Linked DNA regions of Mus musculus: all the other regions are linked to region 1. Evidence: chromatin contacts called from public ChIA-PET, HiCAR-type and promoter capture Hi-C data. All regions are on one chromosome and are shown on one strand. Each heading gives the region's core, a stretch centred on a gene start, on an enhancer-like site or on the middle of the called end of the contact. The rest is flanking DNA. Distances are from core to core; before and after follow the strand shown.

Region 1 (2,700 bases), core at 184-2,683:
CTGCTGGCGTGTGTCAGTTCCAACAGGCAAGGAGCACCAAGGACAAGTGGCAACTCCCAGGCCTAGCCTGGGTTAGGCTCCCTGGGCCCTGGCTGCTTCCTCTTGCACCGACTGCCATAGTGCCCTGATGTTGTTCTGGCCAAAGCCTGTGGCCCCCTGTCTCTGAATCAGCTCCAGGAAGAAAGTGTCTTCGGCGAAGAGGGACTTGGTGAAGACCTGAAGCAAAAATTCGTCTTTATCACCATCCAGCAGGATTCCCTGCCGTTCTAGAAGGCCAGGCTTGTGCCCTGCGGCTAGAATTTGTTCTTCTTTGCCGGGCTGCTGGTAATAAGCTTCAGGAGGAGTCAGAAGCCGGCATCCCGCCTTCGCCATTCCCTCAGAAGCATCTATGATGTTAGGAGTGTACAGTCCTACGTGCTGCAGGCCTGGCCCCCCATGCCGGGTTAGAAATTGCTCTACCTGGTCCTGTTTGCTGTTGAGTCCCGGTAGGGACTCCGCCAGCACGAGGGTGGGGACAGTATTATTCGGCGGAGTCTGCAAGGCAGTAAGCCGTAGTCCCCCTCGCCCAGACCCTGCAGCCACCTTGAGGCCCATCTCCGGATCCTCACCTGGGCTCAGCGGCAAGTGATGAAAGCCTAGGCAGTCGTGGAACCAGCGCATAAGCATAGGGGAGCTGCCGGAGGTGCAGGCCAAGGTCAAGTGGTCCACGTGGCTGACCCAACCTGGGCCAGGTGTGCAAGGCAGAGGTCTGAACCCGGGCAGGAAGGATCCGCGATAGCCAGCACGCTGCAGCAACGTAAGGCTTAGATTACCAGCCGGAGAGCTGAGCACTGTGTAGGTGGCTGTGCCCTGTGCATCTCTCACCCTAGTGGGTGGTACCGGCATGATGCAGCCGCGAGCCGCCAGCGCGCGGGCGGCGCCGTCCACATCCTCCACGTCGAAGCACAGGTTCGTGGCACTGGGCACCGAATGATGCGGGTCCAGGCTGTACAGTGGCTCCTGGGGCCCGGTACCCTCATTCACTAGAAAGACAGCGTCCCCGCTGCGCAGGGCCAGCTGTCTCCAGCCGCCTGCTTCCCTCACCGCCAGGGGCTGGAAGCCGAAGACACGATGTAGGTCCCTCGCTAGGGGCTGCCCAGCTGGTACATGGAAAGCGATGTGACACAGGCGACGGGCGGGCGCAGTCATGGCGAGCCCAATTGCCGGCCACCCGGATCTGTTCTTCTGGGACCGCTCACTTGTTTAGAACTCCAAGACTCTTGGTCCAGGACTAGTAGTTGGAAGCCGGCGGAGTCCTGGTGTATCCGAAGATCGTGTTTCTTGGTCTTTTCTGGGCAGAGGTCGCGAAGTCAAACTTTGGGGGACTGACCCTCTCGGCAGGGCCACCTCAACCAGAAGCCGGCTGAGGACCACAGGCTCTGCAGGGTAAATTGTATGAGAACCACGCGGACGCTGTGCGGGGCGGACCAGGAGGTCAGGGTGGAGCCTGAGACTCCGCCTTTGACACTCCCTCCGGTCCAGAACCTGTCTCCCGGAGTACAGTGGGGACGAAGGGCAGTTCCTTCACAGGGCCTTGGACCAGGTCACACCCTTGGGCAACTAGCCACCCCTTCCGGGGCCCGGGAAGTAACAATAGCCACCTTCACTCTGTGCCAGGCGCTCTCTTCCCGCGACCTTAGAGCCTAAGGACTGCCCGTGTGGGGGAGGAGCCCCAATCCTTTCTCAACAGACGGAATTTTCTTGGCCTGGTACTTTTTTTTTTTTACAATTCAGAAGTTTGTGTTCAAGAACGGGCTCTGTTAACGTTTTATTTATTTATTTTTCTTTAAGTTTTATTGCATTATGATGAGAAAAGATACATAATTTCAATTTATCTTATTATTTTAATATTAAAATATTTTCAGTTACAGATTTTCAATCCCCAAATGGGGCGGAGAAATTGATAGAAGAGCAAGCGTTTACATTTCTCTGTATCTGGCAATCTGCACTTCACCTGACTCTTCAATTCTACTTCTAAGTGAGATTTGGAGGGATTAGAAAACTACTGTGTTTTGTTTGTTGTTCCTGAAAGGAACTATTGCTCATTGCCTTAGTAGGTCTCCAAGAACAGCCCAGGGTTGTTCTTCCTAAAGATATAAAGAAGTTGATACCTTCCTAAAGATATCAGCCAGGGGAACTCAAGATTCGTGAGATCACTAGAATGAGGAAACTGGAAGTCTTGTGAGACTTCAGCTGGAAGGTCCTTGAAGCAAGGTTATAGGACATTGAAAGGGCAAAATGAGGGAGCAAACCTGAGAGAAGAAGCAAGCCAGACTCGGAACAATTGTGTTGGGAAGACATTTGGGAAGGACAACATGCCCAGAAATTTGTCAGGAAGTGACAGAAGGCTGCCATAGGGGGACAAGACTTAGACAAGGAGGCTTGTCGAGGTCAGGGCCTCTTCCTCTGACCAGTGATCAGAAGAACATGGATTCCAGAGCTAAGCAGCCCTGGGTTAGAAATATCTCTGGGCTGGGCGTGGTGGGTCATGCCTTTAACCCCAGCACTCAGGAGGCAGAGGCAGGCAGATTTCTGAGTTCCAGGACAGCCTGGTCTACAAAGTGAGTTCCAGGACAGCCAAGGCTACACAGAGAAACCCTGTCTTGGAAACAAACAAACAAACAAATAAACAAAAAACAAAAAAGAGAAATATCTCTAACA
Region 2 (2,700 bases), core at 123-2,622, 310 kb before region 1:
ATTTTATGAGCATTGGTGTTTTGCCTGCTTGTATGTCTGTGTGAGGCTGTGTGATCCTCTGGAACTGGTGTGAGCTGCCGTGTAGTTGCTGAGAACTAACCCAGTTCCTCTAGAAGAGCAGCCAGTGCTCTTAATCGTTTGAGCCATCTCTCTTTTTTTTCTTCCACCATAAAATAGCTTAGTCAATAGAAAATCTTCATGGAACTAGCCTTCCAGTATTGGTCAGTGATTGCTGAGCCTTGCACCAGACAGGGGTCCAGTAATTCCTTTTACTCTTTTCTAAATTTCTGCCACTTTTTGCAGATTTTTTTTTGCACTTTTCATAATGAAATGTAAAGTAGAAATTGAAGATGTGGAGTAAATGTAAGCATAGTCTTGTGAAATTTTTGTCTTAGCTATACATCTGAATATGCAAATACATGGTATGTGTTTGATGTAAAATATTTTTGTACACTATGGGTCAGGAACATAAAGTTTGAGGGTTGGAGAGATGATGTGGCTAAGAGAGCACACTACTTGTTATTTTTGAGAAAGGGTCTCTCTACATAGCCCCAGCTATCCTGAAATTCACTAAGTAGACTGGACTGGCCAGGTACACAACAGAAATCCTCCTGTCTCTGCCTTCCCAGTGCTGGGATGATAGATGTGCACCACAACTCCTGGCAAAGAGTCCACTTCCCTCAAGGAGGACCTGAGCTGTTCCCAGCCTGTAATTCCAGCATCAGGGGGAACTACCACCATCTTCTGACCTTCATGGGCACAGCCTTTACATATACAAACCTATGGTTAGAGGCACACATTTAAAAAATAAAATCTCAGTCGGGCATGGTGGTGCACACCTTTAATCCCAGAATTGGGAAGCAGCGGCAGGTGTATCTCTAAATTCGAGGCCAGCCTGGTCTACAGAGTGAGTTGTAGGACAGCTAGGCCTACACGGAAAACCCTGGGGTGGGGCGGGGAGACTATAAAAAAGTTTGGACGTTGCTAATGCACCAGGACACATTATGATGCTCTACACTGAAAAAGAAGTGGGCATTTTGATTCTTGACTTCAAAGTAGGCAGGAGTGTATCAAAATTGAGGTTCAGGAAATGATCTAAGGAAGGTGGTAGAGAAGCACGGTGCACGTGATTTTCCTCGACGCTGAGATCAGTACCTGGCCTGGGACACTTGAAGAATTGAAGATGTGCATGGAGCGGAATAGGGAAGTCCACTAGCCCAAGGCAGGGGAGAGGTTTTTAAGAACCTGCCTCCGCGGCCAGCAAGCGGCTACCCAGGTTTACCCAGCGACGCCGGTGGCTGTGAGGAGGCGGGGCCAGAAGCGGAGCACGCGCAGTAGAAGGTTCCCGCATCAGCGCCGAAGCTGCGCCTTCAGCACTCGCAGTCACCTGTCACCAAAGACTGTCCCCGCCCCCTCCGCTGCCTGCCTGCGCGCGCAGAGCACCGGAGGGCGCCGGCGGGAAGGGACGCGGCGGGTAAGCGAGGCCTGCGTGCGGTCTGTGTTTCTCACAGGGTTGGGAACTTCCTCATGTCCAGCTCTCCAGACCGGGAAGAGCGAGTGATTGGAGCTTTGGAACGCACCGTTCCTCCGCTTTCGTCCTGTCGCCTCCGGAGGCGCTCTGACCGTCCGTGTGTTTTTAGCGTCCCGGAGCTTCCCAGTCTCACGGCGCCTTGGCCTCTGCTCTCCCAGCACCCACTGGGGAAACCGAAGGCCGGACCCTGTCCCTGACTTCTGCCGGCTCCAGTCTGAAATTCCTTACCGGCTCCAGTCTGAAATTCCTTACCGGCTCGCGCTGTCAGTAGCACAGAGTTGGTTTTCTTCCTCTAGTGTCTACCAGTTTAGGCAGAGTTCTAGTTACAGCCTCCAACTCAAGCACAAAGAGTCTCAGTTGTTTTGATGCTCAGCTGGAGCTCTGGCCCTCTAACTGAATTAACTTTCAGATGCTCTTCAGCGGGAAATCCAGGCCATCAAAGCATAGGTCCTCTTTAGTCCCTCCGATTATCTCCATCGTTAGCCAGTAAACTGTATGGAAGCATAGTTCTTAGCTCCCTATGCACTAATCCCAGGTCTTCACTTTTCATGTTTGTACGAACAAGCATTTCCCAAGCCACAGTTTAGGATGAGGTGCTCCACTGGCAGTGGAATGCCATCAACATTTACTGAGAAGGATGACAACAAACATTCTGGCTCTCTACTGTCAAAGTGAATATTAAGTGAATTGTTTGTTGTAACAGGAGGCATTTGACTTGTGGCTGTGCTTTAATACCTTGAGTAAGAGAGAAATGGAGGTAGCCTAGAATCACACCGCGAGGGTTCAGAATCTGCTGCCAGGGAGAATACAGAGCAGCAACAAGTCTGACAGCCACGCCATGTATAATAACATCTATAGGTCGAATTTCCACATAGAGGGAAATAGATTGTATTTATGTGCCACTTGTTTGTAAGATGCATTGTGTGCATGCTGAAGTAAATTTTAGCGGCTTCCTTTAAAACTCCCAAAATTAGTGTCTATATAGTCATGATTATCAGATTATTATTATGACAAGGTCTTACTATGCAGTCTTGGCTGGCTTGGAGCTAAGAGATCTGCCTGCCTCTGCACCACCACACCCACCTTCAGATCATTTTTACTGATAATTTTGACTGAATGCTATATACTGAATTTTTTAAAAATATCAGCTTACAACAGTTCTGTCATTT
Region 3 (2,700 bases), core at 96-2,595, 430 kb after region 1:
TTCAGGACCTTCAAAAGAGCAGTCAGTGCTCTTAACCACTGAGTAATCTCTCCAGCCCCCCCCCCCCGCCCCCGAAGCCTTTATGTGTGTCCTGGGGGTCTAAGTTGGTTCCTCACACTAGCTCAGCCATCTCCCCAGTTACTCCTCAGCAGTGTAAAGTGAGAGTCCCCACGGTTGGGGGCCATATGCTTTCACATACCCAATTCCCCTGTGATTTTATCTTTTATCTCTTTGCTGGATCTCTCTCATCTGAACAAAAGCCTGTACCTCCTAGCGGTTGCCAGCGAATGACAAAATAACTTGCCTTGCAAGTGTTCCATCCCCCCTCTTTCTTTTAAGACAAGTCTCATGTAGCATAGGCTAGCCTGGAACTTGTTATGTAGCTGAGGATGGCTTGAAGCATTTAGACTCCTGGCTGGGATTCCAGGGACATACCACTATGCTGTCACCTCCCACTCACTCTCAAGCCACTGACTCTTTTGTTCACTGGAATGGCACTTGCAAAGGTTGCTAACAACTTCTTTGTAAATCCAGTGCCATCTTTGAGGTTTTATTTACCGTATTAATCATCAGCCCTCAATACTTTCCTCCTGGTTTCTGTCTCCTACACACCATACCCACTCATTCCCATCACCCAAATAGCTTCTTTTTCTGTTTATGTATGTATGCATGTATGTGTTTATTTATTTATTTTGGACAGGGTGTCTCTGTGTAGCCCTGGCTGTCCTGGAGATAGATCAGGATGGTCTCAAACTCACAGAGTTCAACTCCTCACAGCTGGAATTAAATGCATGCGCCATTATGCCCAGCTCAGAAAATATTTACTAAATGTAAGAAAGCTGTACTCCTGTACTCGTCTAAACTACTTGGACTCACACATGAAAGGCCATGTCTTATTACCCGAAGACCCCTTTCCAGTCAGGCAACCAGTCTCAACCCACAGGTTTAGAAGGACCCGTTGGCACGCGCCGCCTAACACTGTTTTGTTCGTTTTTTCTGCCTCCAGCCTGGGAACTGCTGCTGGCGATGGAGGTAGATGTAGTTAGAGGTGCAAGTTCAAGTTTTCTACCAAGTACCAGAAGACAAAGTTCTGAGATGCCCTCTGCAGACCCGTAATACTTCATTCAACTCTCCCACCGACTCTTACCTTCACAGGAGGGTGCGGTCGCTCCGAGAGCGCTGCCCCACTGACCAATACTTGATCCAAGATCAAGAGAGTCAGCCAATTGCTGGGGCCCAAAGACAGTAGGGGCGGGGCGCGGTTGCTAGGGCCGGGCTAGTGGGTGCCGCCCGAGGCGCGAAGCGACTCCCTGGTTGCTAGGCAGGGAGGTCACAGAGTGCGGCTCGGGGATTGGACAGCGCTGGGCGTGGGCGGGGAGGGGCGTGGCCCGGCGGCGTCCCGGCCCCGCCGAGGTGAAACTGCGGGAGTTCCGGCGGGAGGCCTGTGCTGAAGACCCGCACCTTCACCATGGCCTCGGCCGAGCTGGATTACAGCATCGAGATCCCGGATCAGCCCTGCTGGAGCCAGAGTATGGAGGGGGATTGGGAAGGTGACCTAACAGCGATGCCCCGCCCACCCTGCGGCCCGCCCTCCCTCGGCCCGCCCCCTTCGGGGGTCCCGCAGGGCTGGCTAGAGCTTGCGGGGCGCTCCCAGCCCCGCCCCCCGTGCCCCGCCCCCAGTCGACTGAGGGTCTTTCTGTTCCACAACAGGTTCTCAAGGTTCTGCTTCCCTTTGTAGCTGGAGGCCCTTCAAGGTTCATTCTAATTCTTTTGTTTTGGATTCTCGCTCCTCATTTGCAAGTGTGACTAGGCCCATCCTTCATTTTTGCAGAGGTTTGGATTCCTGGGGGAGCCTCTGGTCCTCAGAAAAGCCAAGGGACTCAGCAAGCCTAGTCCTGCCCTTCTCAGCTCACCCTGGCAGTGGTTAACAGAATGGTCGGTTAGGCCGGGTGGAATTCTGTTGAAATCCTATCCCTTTAGTAATTGGATGACCTTCGGCAAACTTTCAACTTTGAATTTTAGTTTTCCTGGAGCAAAGCTGAGGAAAAATTGCTGGTTGCACAACTGAGATTATTTGTGTAAAGGACTTGGCATGAATCCTGATGGAAGTAAGCTTAGTAGTTGGCATTTAAACTTAACGTGTGTGTGTGTGTGTGTGTGTGTGTGTGTTTAACCCTCCTAAGGCCATATCATTAAAAAAAGATGTGTGGGAGGCCTCCTAAGATTAGTAGCTTGTAAAGTAGTGTAAGTTGTTGGACCAGAGAATGGAAGGTTGTCCCTTTTGGAAACTGGGGCAGAGGAGGCTTGGAGTACAGGTCGGCCAATGCTGCTCTTTGGTGTTTCCAGTCCACTGCCCCGCACTTGTCCAGCTCATCATAAAGTTTAGCTAGGGGGTGCTTCCTTCAAAAGCCTCCCCAGAGCCAGGTGGTGGTGGCGCACACCTTTAATCCCAGCACTTGGGAGACAGAAGCAGGCGGTTTTCTGAGTTCGAGGCCAGCATGGTCTACAGAGTGAGTTCCAGTACAGCCAGGACTACACAGAGAAACCCTGTCTCAAAAAACCAAAAAACCAAAACCAAAAACAAAAAAAGTCTCCCCAGGCCTCCCTTCCTATGCCCTCCTGTCCCACTGTGTGTTTCTTGCTTGGAATCTATCTAGGATGGGGCAGGGGCCTCTCATCTCCTAAAGCACGAAGGAAGGA
Region 4 (2,887 bases), core at 9-2,508, 270 kb after region 1:
CCCCATTTCTGGGAATCTGTCCTGAGGACATTCTGCAAATGATTGATGAGAGGACTGTGTAGTAATATAAAATATTTATGATATAATGATTAAGAAGTCTGGAAGAATTGAGCAAGAGGCTAGCCAGATGTGATAGCAGTATCAGAACAACAGATTTATTGAAGTCTTTTTTTTCCCCCAAAAAACGTATTTTGTTTCTGAGGCAGAATCTTTCTAGGTAGCCCTGGCTGTTCCAGAATTCTCTATGTAGACCATGCTGAGACCTGGAACTCACAAGAGATGGGCCTGCCACTGCCCGGCTCCTTTCCCAAATGTTCTGTATGAGGAGTCAGACTTTTACCCTCAGATGACCGATCAGAGTTTAACAGTCAGGAGCACAGAAATAGCACAGTCACTTGGAAAAGCAACATGTTTCCCAATGTTGTACATAAATTATGTCATCACAAATACAATTATCAGACAGGCTGGGCAATACAGGACTGTTATAGTCCCTTAACTTGACAGACACAACCAGGATAAGGAGTTGAAGGCCAAGCTGAACTACTTAAGACCATGTCTCACAAAAAAAAGTTAAAATAAAAATTTAAAAATACAATACACAAACTGAATGTTAATAAGAACCACAAAGAAAAAAGCAATTATCTGCCAAGGCTTCCAAAAGTTTAGGCTGACTGATTCAAGTTCAGGCTTAAAAGTTATCTGCCAAGACAAAGGGGCCCCAACATGTACAAAGGCAAGAACATGTGAACTTAGGAAATTACTGAGGGCAATTCGGGACTGGAAGGCAACTGAGTGGGTGTGAGGCACTTAGAGGAAAAAAAAAAGCTTTAGTTGGATGGTGCAGGGCTTTGGGCTTTGGTGCAGCCGTGGGATTTGCATTTTAGAGCTGAGTCTGGCCTGCTTGGAAAGAGTGGAAAGGAGGTCCTTAGGGTTGCGCTGGGTCGGGAAGAAAGGGTGGCCCAAAGGGGACCAGCAGACTCCCTTTCTCAACATCCTGACTTACACTTGGCCAACGACTAGCGCCTCCAGGATCACCCTCCCTTCTCCTCTCCTTAGGGCCCCGCGGGCGGGCTGGGGAGCCCGGGAGGCGAGGCAAAGGGGTGGCCCTGCCTGGGTGGTCTCCTGCCCCGCCCCCTGCGGCGCCGTTACCTAGCAACGGATCCGGCTGCAAGGCAGCGGGTAATTTGCCGCCCCCTTAGCCAATGGGAGGGCGTCACCCCGGCCCGCTCCTTTTTTTCTGAGCCTCCTGGTGCTTCCCGAGATCCACAGTCGCCACCTTTAGCTGTGAGGTGCTTCGCAGCCAGTCGGGTCCACCCACACGCGGAGCCCTCTTTGGACCACAGCCCACAGATCCAGCGGGGCTTGGGGCCACCACCCCGCACCGCCGCTGCGGGCTGCTCCTGTGCATCTTTACGCGCGCCTCACCCAGGACCGTATGGCCGTTCACGGCAGCTAGGAATCCTCAGGTGAAGCCGGGCGGCACAAGGCGCCAAGCTAGCCTATGGCAGCGCTCAGATAACGCAGGTTGGGGGCGCTCGCGCCCCCCATCCTCACCAGCATGGTTCGGCCACTGTCCCTTGGAGAGCTACCTCCCAGCTACACACCTCCAGCTCGGTCCTCCGCACCTCATGTGAGTAGAGGGGCTGGGTTTGTAACTTAAACGTCGCTTGAACATCTGTAGGGCTAGAAGTCTAGTGTTACTGGATCTGTGTTTGAAGACAAGCGAGAGCCAGCAAGTGATTTGTTAGTTTATTTCCTATTATCTGGTCAGTGAAAATAGTTATGTCTGTGGGTTCACCTCTTTGCCTAGCTGACAACGAGTGTGTGTGTTCACGACTCATAACCTTCTAAAAATGGGCATTTTCAGGTGTGCTTATGGAGAAGGCACAGGGAAAGAGAGTTAAATCTTCCACATTTGAAACCTTTATCTGTAGCTGTTTCCTGCCCTGCATCCAGAAGTCAGGAAACTGGGACTTGACCGGGAGAAAAGGGAAAGCTCCTCCATTGTTGTGCTGACAGCTGGCTGACCTCCTCCTCTCTCTATCCCAGATCCTAGCTGGGAGCCTGCAGGCTCCTCTCTGGCTTCGAGCTTACTTCCAAGGTCTACTCTTCTCCCTGGGGTGCAGGATCCAGAAACACTGCGGCAAAGTGCTCTTCCTGGGACTGGTGGCCTTTGGGGCTCTGGCACTGGGTCTCCGAGTGGCTGTAATTGAGACAGACCTAGAACAGCTCTGGGTAGAAGGTGAGTTACTGGAGCTGGCCGTAGCTGCTTTGGTCAAGGATCGAGAGGGCCATCTCCTGTTCAGAGCCTGTGTATCTGGGTGTGTTGCAGAAAGCCTACCTCTCTCCCAATCTCCCTCAGTGCTGTGGATGAAGCCCAGGGCATTGTGCAAGCTAGGCAAGTCTTTACCATCAACTGTCTCACACCTATCTCTCTCACCCATAAATGGACAACTCTAGATGGTAGCCTCTTATGAATAAGCTTGTGGAATATTCATCTTTGATTATGTGTCTGCTTATTTAGCGTTTATAGCTAGGTTTCTTTTAACTGTACATCAGAGTTTACAAATGGAACAAGATGTATTTTTCAATAGCCAAAGGAAGTAAAATGTGTGTGGGGGTAAGTTCTAAACAAAACAAAGCCAAGTGGTATTGTGTTGTATAAGAGAAGGCAGGGAGAGACGGCTCTGACCTGCAAACTCAGATTAGCACTGTGATTCTAACTACTCAAGGGGCTGAGGCAAGAGAAATACTTTCAGTCTAAGAATTTAACAATAGCCTGTGTCAGAGAGAGAGAGAGAGAGAGGGACAGACGGACAGATGGAAGAGAGGGAGGGAGGGAGGGAGGAAGGAAGGAAGGAAGGAAGGAAGGAAGGAAGGAAGGAAG

Evidence for each region. ChIA-PET counts read pairs in DNA pulled down with a chosen protein or histone mark. HiCAR-type assays count read pairs that join an accessible place to other places. Capture Hi-C pulls out chosen DNA fragments and counts their contacts.
Region 2: an RNA polymerase II ChIA-PET map of memory CD8 T cells shows a contact between it and region 1, with 8 read pairs. The contact joins the promoter of Ipp here to the promoter of Hpdl in region 1. A contact is called at or near these places in 1 of 484 Hi-C or Micro-C datasets (CD8 T cells), 2 of 115 datasets of contacts at active chromatin or transcription factors (memory CD8 T cells and pancreatic cancer cells) and 1 of 9 other capture datasets (adipose tissue).
Region 3: a promoter capture Hi-C map of adipose tissue shows a contact between it and region 1. The contact joins the promoter of Tmem53 here to the promoter of Hpdl in region 1. A contact is called at or near these places in 4 of 484 Hi-C or Micro-C datasets (CD4 T cells, CD8 T cells, embryonic stem cells and 1 more), 1 of 115 datasets of contacts at active chromatin or transcription factors (embryonic stem cells) and 2 of 9 other capture datasets (adipose tissue and liver).
Region 4: a HiCAR-type map of embryonic stem cells shows a contact between it and region 1, with 3 times the contacts expected there. The contact joins the promoter of Ptch2 here to the promoter of Hpdl in region 1. A contact is called at or near these places in 17 of 39 promoter capture datasets (the 3T3-L1 cell line, 3T3-L1-derived adipocytes, the C10 cell line and 11 more), 1 of 15 datasets of contacts at CTCF or cohesin (the NIH/3T3 cell line), 9 of 484 Hi-C or Micro-C datasets (the G1E-ER4 cell line, embryonic stem cells, nephron progenitors and 2 more), 24 of 115 datasets of contacts at active chromatin or transcription factors (T-cell acute lymphoblastic leukemia, astrocytes, bone marrow-derived macrophages and 13 more) and 4 of 9 other capture datasets (adipose tissue, embryonic stem cells, liver and 1 more).

The regions. Positions count from the first base shown.
Region 1 is chr4:116,820,075-116,822,774 of GRCm38.p6, forward strand. It overlaps Hpdl (4-hydroxyphenylpyruvate dioxygenase-like), which reads right to left and starts at 1,434. Exons shown (of 1, transcript NM_146256.3): 1 at 1-1,434. The coding sequence starts at 1,188. The coding sequence ends at 73.
Region 2 is chr4:116,506,177-116,508,876 of GRCm38.p6, forward strand. Ipp (IAP promoted placental gene) reads left to right here and starts at 1,373. Exons shown (of 9, transcript NM_008389.3): 1 at 1,373-1,474.
Region 3 is chr4:117,250,606-117,253,305 of GRCm38.p6, forward strand. Tmem53 (transmembrane protein 53) reads left to right here and starts at 1,346. Exons shown (of 3, transcript NM_026837.3): 1 at 1,346-1,529. The coding sequence starts at 1,469. It overlaps Armh1 (armadillo-like helical domain containing 1), which reads right to left and starts at 1,312. Exons shown (of 13, transcript NM_001145637.1): 1 at 1,148-1,312.
Region 4 is chr4:117,094,798-117,097,684 of GRCm38.p6, forward strand. It overlaps Ptch2 (patched 2), which reads left to right and starts at 1,259. Exons shown (of 22, transcript NM_008958.3): 1 at 1,259-1,630; 2 at 2,050-2,242. The coding sequence starts at 1,559. RefSeq lists enhancers at 355-2,053, 894-1,352, 915-1,414.